Linked DNA regions of Sus scrofa: region 1 is linked to region 2. Evidence: chromatin contacts called from public HiChIP or PLAC-seq data. All regions are on one chromosome and are shown on one strand. Each heading gives the region's core, a stretch centred on a gene start, on an enhancer-like site or on the middle of the called end of the contact. The rest is flanking DNA. Distances are from core to core; before and after follow the strand shown. Region 1 overlaps RASGRF1 (ras-specific guanine nucleotide-releasing factor 1). Region 2 holds the start of CIB2 (calcium and integrin-binding family member 2).

Evidence for each region. HiChIP or PLAC-seq counts read pairs in DNA pulled down with a chosen protein or histone mark.
Region 1: a contact with region 2 is called in an H3K27ac HiChIP or PLAC-seq map of alveolar macrophages. The contact joins the enhancer-like site here to the promoter of CIB2 in region 2. A contact is called at or near these places in 6 of 47 Hi-C or Micro-C datasets (embryonic fibroblasts, heart right ventricle, mesenteric adipose tissue and 3 more) and 1 of 2 datasets of contacts at active chromatin or transcription factors (alveolar macrophages).

Annotation. Positions count from the first base shown.
Region 1 is chr7:48,174,001-48,176,700 of Sscrofa11.1, forward strand. It overlaps RASGRF1 (ras-specific guanine nucleotide-releasing factor 1), which reads right to left. Exons shown (of 27, transcript XM_003128446.6): 11 at 1-18. Among named protein-coding and RNA genes, the nearest start is that of CTSH, 69 kb to the left of the region's middle. Within about 2 kb of position 1,426, at least 1 of the 83 cell types and tissues checked has an H3K27ac peak or open chromatin away from gene starts, as enhancers often do. A contact at or near this core is called in alveolar macrophages, where this site is marked.
Region 2 is chr7:47,806,367-47,809,102 of Sscrofa11.1, forward strand. CIB2 (calcium and integrin-binding family member 2) reads left to right here and starts at 1,440. Exons shown (of 5, transcript XM_021098837.1): 1 at 1,440-1,488; 2 at 1,491-1,543. The coding sequence starts at 1,476.

The DNA.
Region 1 (2,700 bases), core at 176-2,675, 370 kb after region 2:
GAGGGATATGACTCCATTCTGCAAAAGAGCAGAGGTCACCTTGACTCAAGGCGAGAGAGGTGCTAGCTTCAGAGTTCCAGAATACCGGGGTAGGGAGGGACTTTAGAAGTGAGCACCCAGGAGTTCCCGTGGTGGTGCAGCAGAAATGACTCCAACTAGGAACCACGAGGTTGCGGGTTTGATCTCTGGCCTCGCTCAGTGGGTTAAGGATCTGGCGTTGCCGTGAGCTGTGGTGTAGTTCACAGACACGGCTCAGGTCTAGTGTTGCTGTGACTCTGGTGTAGACCAGCAGCTACAGCTCTGATTTGACCCCTAGCCTGGGAACCTCCATATGCTGCGCATGTGGCTCCCAAATGACAAAAAGACAAAAAAAAGAAGTGAGCACCCATGTAACCCACACGTTTGTGTACATTACATGCCAAGTGCGCATCTTGGTATTTAAGCTGAAGAACTTTATCCTCACATAAGAAACCCAGTGAGGGAGTTCCCGTCGTGGTGCAGCAGAAACAAATCCGACTAGAAACCATGAGGTTGCCAGTTCCATCTCTGGCCTCGCTCAGTAGGTAAAGGATCTAGCATTGCTGTGAGCTGTCGTGTAGGTGGCAGACATGGCTCGGATCTGGCGTGGCTGTGGCTGTGGCGTGAGCTGGTGGCTGCAGCTCCGATTGGACCCCAAGTCTGGGAATCTCCATATGCCGAAGGTGTGGCCCTAAAAAGGACAGAAAGACAAAAAGAAAAAAAAAAAAGAAAAAAAAAGAAGAAGCAGCCCAGCGAAGTGCTTCAAATGGGATTGGCTTGGAGATGCCTTCCCCCAGTGAAGGCCAAGGTCAGGCTGGGGGTAGACAGGTCAGAACCTGGCTTGCATGGCCTCTTCTTGTCCTACGGCAACTCTGAGGCAGCCCCTAGTTTGCAGAGGTTTGAAATCCCTCATTCTAGGCTAAACCTCACATGTTAGCAAGAGGAAAACAGGCCAACTTTATGGACCCATCTCAAGTATCGTTATTCTGATTTGATAGGTTTAGAAATGAAATCAGAGTTAAGTGTCCCGCCCAAGGTCACCCGGTGGGTTAGCAGTGGAATCTGGAGAGAGCTCAAGGTCAGTTGCTGGCTTTTAATTGTTAGGAAAATCTGGAGAGCCTCCTTGCCTGCCTGCTTGCATATCTCACAAGTGTCCTACCTTAATAAATCTATTTCTTGCCTATCAAAAAAAAAAAAAAAAAAAAAGGAAAATCTGGAAAAATGCCCGCTATCCTTGAGCATGTGAGCATCACTTGGGTGTGAGACCCCTTGATATTACTGTGAGAAATAAAAGTAGCCACAACTGTGCTGATTGTAAAGTACACCCACAAATTCTTGGATACCCTGCCCTTCAAAAAGTGAAGGCACTACTTCTGCCTCTTGTGCGTGGGCTGAACTTAGCGACTTGCTTCTCATTAAGAAATTAAAGCAGAAGTGACGGGGTGCAGCTTGGGGGCTGCAGCCTCCTACTTGCTCTCTTATTGTCTCTTGGACCACTTGTGCTGGGGCAAGCTGACTTCCATGTCAGAGGAGAGGGCTACAGATGAGGGGCTGAAGCCTCCAGCCAACAGCCATGCGAGGGAGCCAAGTTGGAAAAGGTGTCCCTGCCCCGTCGAGCCCTCGGACGATTGCAGCCCCAGCCGCCCTTGACCACAACGTCTTAAGAGACCCTGGCCACGCAGGTCCACGCAGCTAAGCTGTCCCGACTTCCTGACCTAGAGAAACTGTGAGACAACAAATGTTTATTTTAAGCCACTGCCTTTGGGGGTAATTTGTTACACAGCAACAGATAAATAATATAAAAACTGACAATAACAGAAACCTGGCCAGGTGGCTACTCTATCTGTGAAAATGTCTACAGGGCTGGTGCCACCTGGGAGGAAGAGGGTGACAGGGGAAAGCATCAGAGTGGGTCCCCGAGGGAAGGTTACTTCCTTTCCTCTTGTGTGTGGGCTGATGAGTCCAGAAGGCTGTGGTCAAGGAGGCGGCTGGGGCTGCAGGGATCTGAGTTCTGCTTCTGGTTTGGCTCTTTGGAGGGCTTGGGTGAGCATCCCTCACCCGACCCCTCCTCACCCCTGCCCCAGGTCTTGCTGGGCCTTAACCTGCACGGTGATGTCACTTGGGTTTGATAATCTCCAAAGCCCCATCTAGCACTCTTACTTTACATCCAAAAAACTTCCCATGGTAGTTTCAGACCTTGTGGGTTTGCAGCATGCCCTTCTCAGGAGGCTGTCAGGCATTCTATTTCCAATTGCAATATCGAATGAGAAGTGGCTTGAATTTTAGCTTTGGTTTAAGGACACAGACTCTGCGGCCAGGCTGCCTGGTATCATATCCCCTCTCTGCCACTTGCTGGCTCCTTCTAGAAATCTCAGTTCCCCTTATTGCTACAAAAGGGAAAGTCACAGGATCCGCCTCAGTGGCTTGTCCTAGGTCCAGAGTGCTCATTAAGCAAAGGCTTGTGATCATTATCACAAGTTCACACTACATCATTCAGAGTGTTAACGACAGTTACTTACTGAGCATTTACTATGTACCTGGCATGGGCTCGTGTGCTTTGCAACCATTTCCTCACTTAATCCTTACCGCACTCTTGTCAGGTAGATATTTTCACTCCCATTTTGCAGATTAGTAAACTGAGGCTTGAGGAGGTCACTACCACGTGGCAGGGCTAGAACTTGA
Region 2 (2,736 bases), core at 190-2,689:
GGGAGCACGTCACAGGGTCAGGCTGCTTAGAAGAAGACCAGGATCGATCTGGCCTTGAGGTTGCAGGGCAGGTGGGCCCCAGGAGATATGTGGTCACCTCTCAGTCCAGCCCCCAGTAGCCCTAGGCCTTACCTTGGGCAGATTGCCTACCACAGTGCCCAGTCACTGCCTGGCCACTTGTCCCCCCATCTGGCTGCACTTCATGCACACAGTTTCATCTGAACCTAATTCATACCCGCCTAGAGGTGGGAGGGGAGGGCTGTGCTTTGGGATGTCAGAGACCCAGACAAGGGGACACAGGGCCGGAGAGGACCGACTAATGGAGGAGGGCCTTCCAGCTGAGACGGTGTCATGCCCTTGAGGGTCCACACAGCATGCAGGGGACGGGGGGGAGCCTTGTGTTCCAGGGCCTCCTGAGCAAGGTGGGAGGCAGAAGGGAGCTGTGCACCTGATCCTCCAGCAAAGAGGGCCGGCTCCCAGATGGAAAGAGGTTGCCCATGGGCCATCCGCAGGGGCTTCCCAGGATGTGTGGGCTTCTGGGAGCCCTTCCAGAGACCCAGCCCTCAGGGCCTGGCTTGGGGTCAGGGGCAGCAAACTGAGCCAGAGTTTCAAGAATGTCAGGAGTGGGGAGCCACATGGGGAGGGGTTAAGAGTGTCTGCTCTGGAGTTCCATCACAGCTCAGTGGTAATGAACCCGACTGGGATCCATGAGGATGCGGGTTCAATCCCTGGCCTCATTTAGTAGGTCATGAATATGGCGTTGCCCTGAGCTGTGGTGTAGGTCTCAGATGCCGCTCGGACCCATTTTGCTATGGCTGTGGTGTAGGCTGGCATCTGCAGCTCTGATTGAACCCCTAGCCTGGGAACTTCCATATGCAGCAGGTGTGGCCCTAAAAAGAAAAAAAAAAAAAAAAAAAAAAAGAAAGAAAGAAAGAAAAAGGGTTTCTGCTCTGGATTTCTGATCCTGGCTTCCAGCCTCGATCCCTGAGACTTCCTAGTTCTGTGGTGTTAGAGAAATCACTCTCAACCTCTTCAGGCCTGTTTGCTGAGCTCTAAACTGGGGTCTCAGTGCATCTGTCTGCAGCATCATGGGGAAGAAATTTAAAGAGCTAAAATGCCTGGCACATACAAAGCACTTAATTCAAGCCTAAAGAGGAAGGAATACGGGTTGCAGGCCCACGGGGGTAGGGGGATGGCAGGGGTGGCAGTGGTGGTGGGAATGGCCAGGACACTGCCTGGTTATTAGCACAGAACTTGACTCCCTCGCAAATCCCACACCCTGTGGGCAGAGCAGACGGTCCCCCGAGGCCCCTGGCCAAAGGGGGTCTCCAGCGTGGGAAGCCGAGGTGCAGGCTGGGCGGCACTGGGCCGCAGGGCGAATGGGGAGCCCAGCTTGCACCCCCTCCACACTATTTCTCTGCTTCCCTCGAAGGCTACATGCACGGTTCTATGAGCTGGCCCCCAACCTCGTCCCGATGGACTACAGGAAGAGCCCATCGTCCATGTGCCCATGAGCCTTATCATCCAGATGCCGGAGCTCCGGGTACGTGAGAGGCCGCTGCTGTGGGGCAGAGAAGGGGAAGCAGCTAGAGAAGGGTGGGCCGAGGGTCTGGGGACTCTGCCCCTCCGCATGGGCCGGGCAGCAGAGGTGCCTTACACTCTTCAGGGCTGCTGGCCTGTGCTCAGCCGCTTGCCCCTTTGCTAAGTGGCCAGCCTGCTGTCCTTGGCAGACCTTGTTTGTGTCTGTGTTTTACGGTAATTCTTCAGCCTCCTCCTTGCATGGCTGTGGCCTCTCACAGGCGGGTCAGCCACAGCTTCCCCTCTCAGACAGAAATCACCCATGGATTTCATCAGGTTCAGGTCTGGGGTAGGGTCCAAGATTCAGTTTTTCTAACAAGCTGATGCTGTTAGTTCTCAGACCACAGATATGTTTGACATGAAAGTTTCATGTCACGAGTTCCTCACCTATAATACACATACAGCGCACTCCAAGCAAGAAAGGGTTTGGGCACTGGGGACACAGCCTACCTTGCTATGGGACTTTGCATATAGCCCCTCTCCAGGCCTCAGGTGTGTGACCCTGGGGTCTGGGTATCCACTTGGGATTCACACAGCATCCACTTGGGGCCTGTTTTCCTGTGTGACCTCAGTCTTGAGGGGCAGGGAGCCGCAGGCTCAGCCCTGGACAAGTGGCCAGCCCAGCTAGAGAGGGGCTTGAGCCCAGGCCCAGAGAATTACTGGAGGGTGAGAGGCACTGGGGAGGGAACCATGGGGTTGTCTCTGAGCCCCCTGTGCTGGCCTGGGCTGGGCACAGGGTGGGGTAGCCCAGTGCTGGCCCAGCTGGGGTGGAGGGCATCAGGAGAGTGGGTCCCGCGTGAGCAGCGATCAGAGCAGGGACTTGTTGGCAGGGCCCCCACCTCCCGGGCTGGTCCAAGAGAATGTATAGGAGCAGGGGGACTGCTGGCCTGGGGGCTGCCTCCTGCTGCCGGTCCCAGCCCAGTTATCTAACCTCTGGGGCCCCGCTTCTGTCTCTTGTGAGCTCAGCCTGAGTTGAGGGCAGCCCAGGCGCTGGGCGGTTGTCTTCTCTTCCAGGTCAGGACGGGAGCATCCCTGTGTTTCCTGGGCAATGGGACGAATCCCTGCTGCTGCCTCAAAGAGGGGCTGCCTCCAGGGGGCGCACCTCAGCTCTGCTGAGCTCTCTGCTCGTCTCAACCATGTAACAGGACAGAACACTGG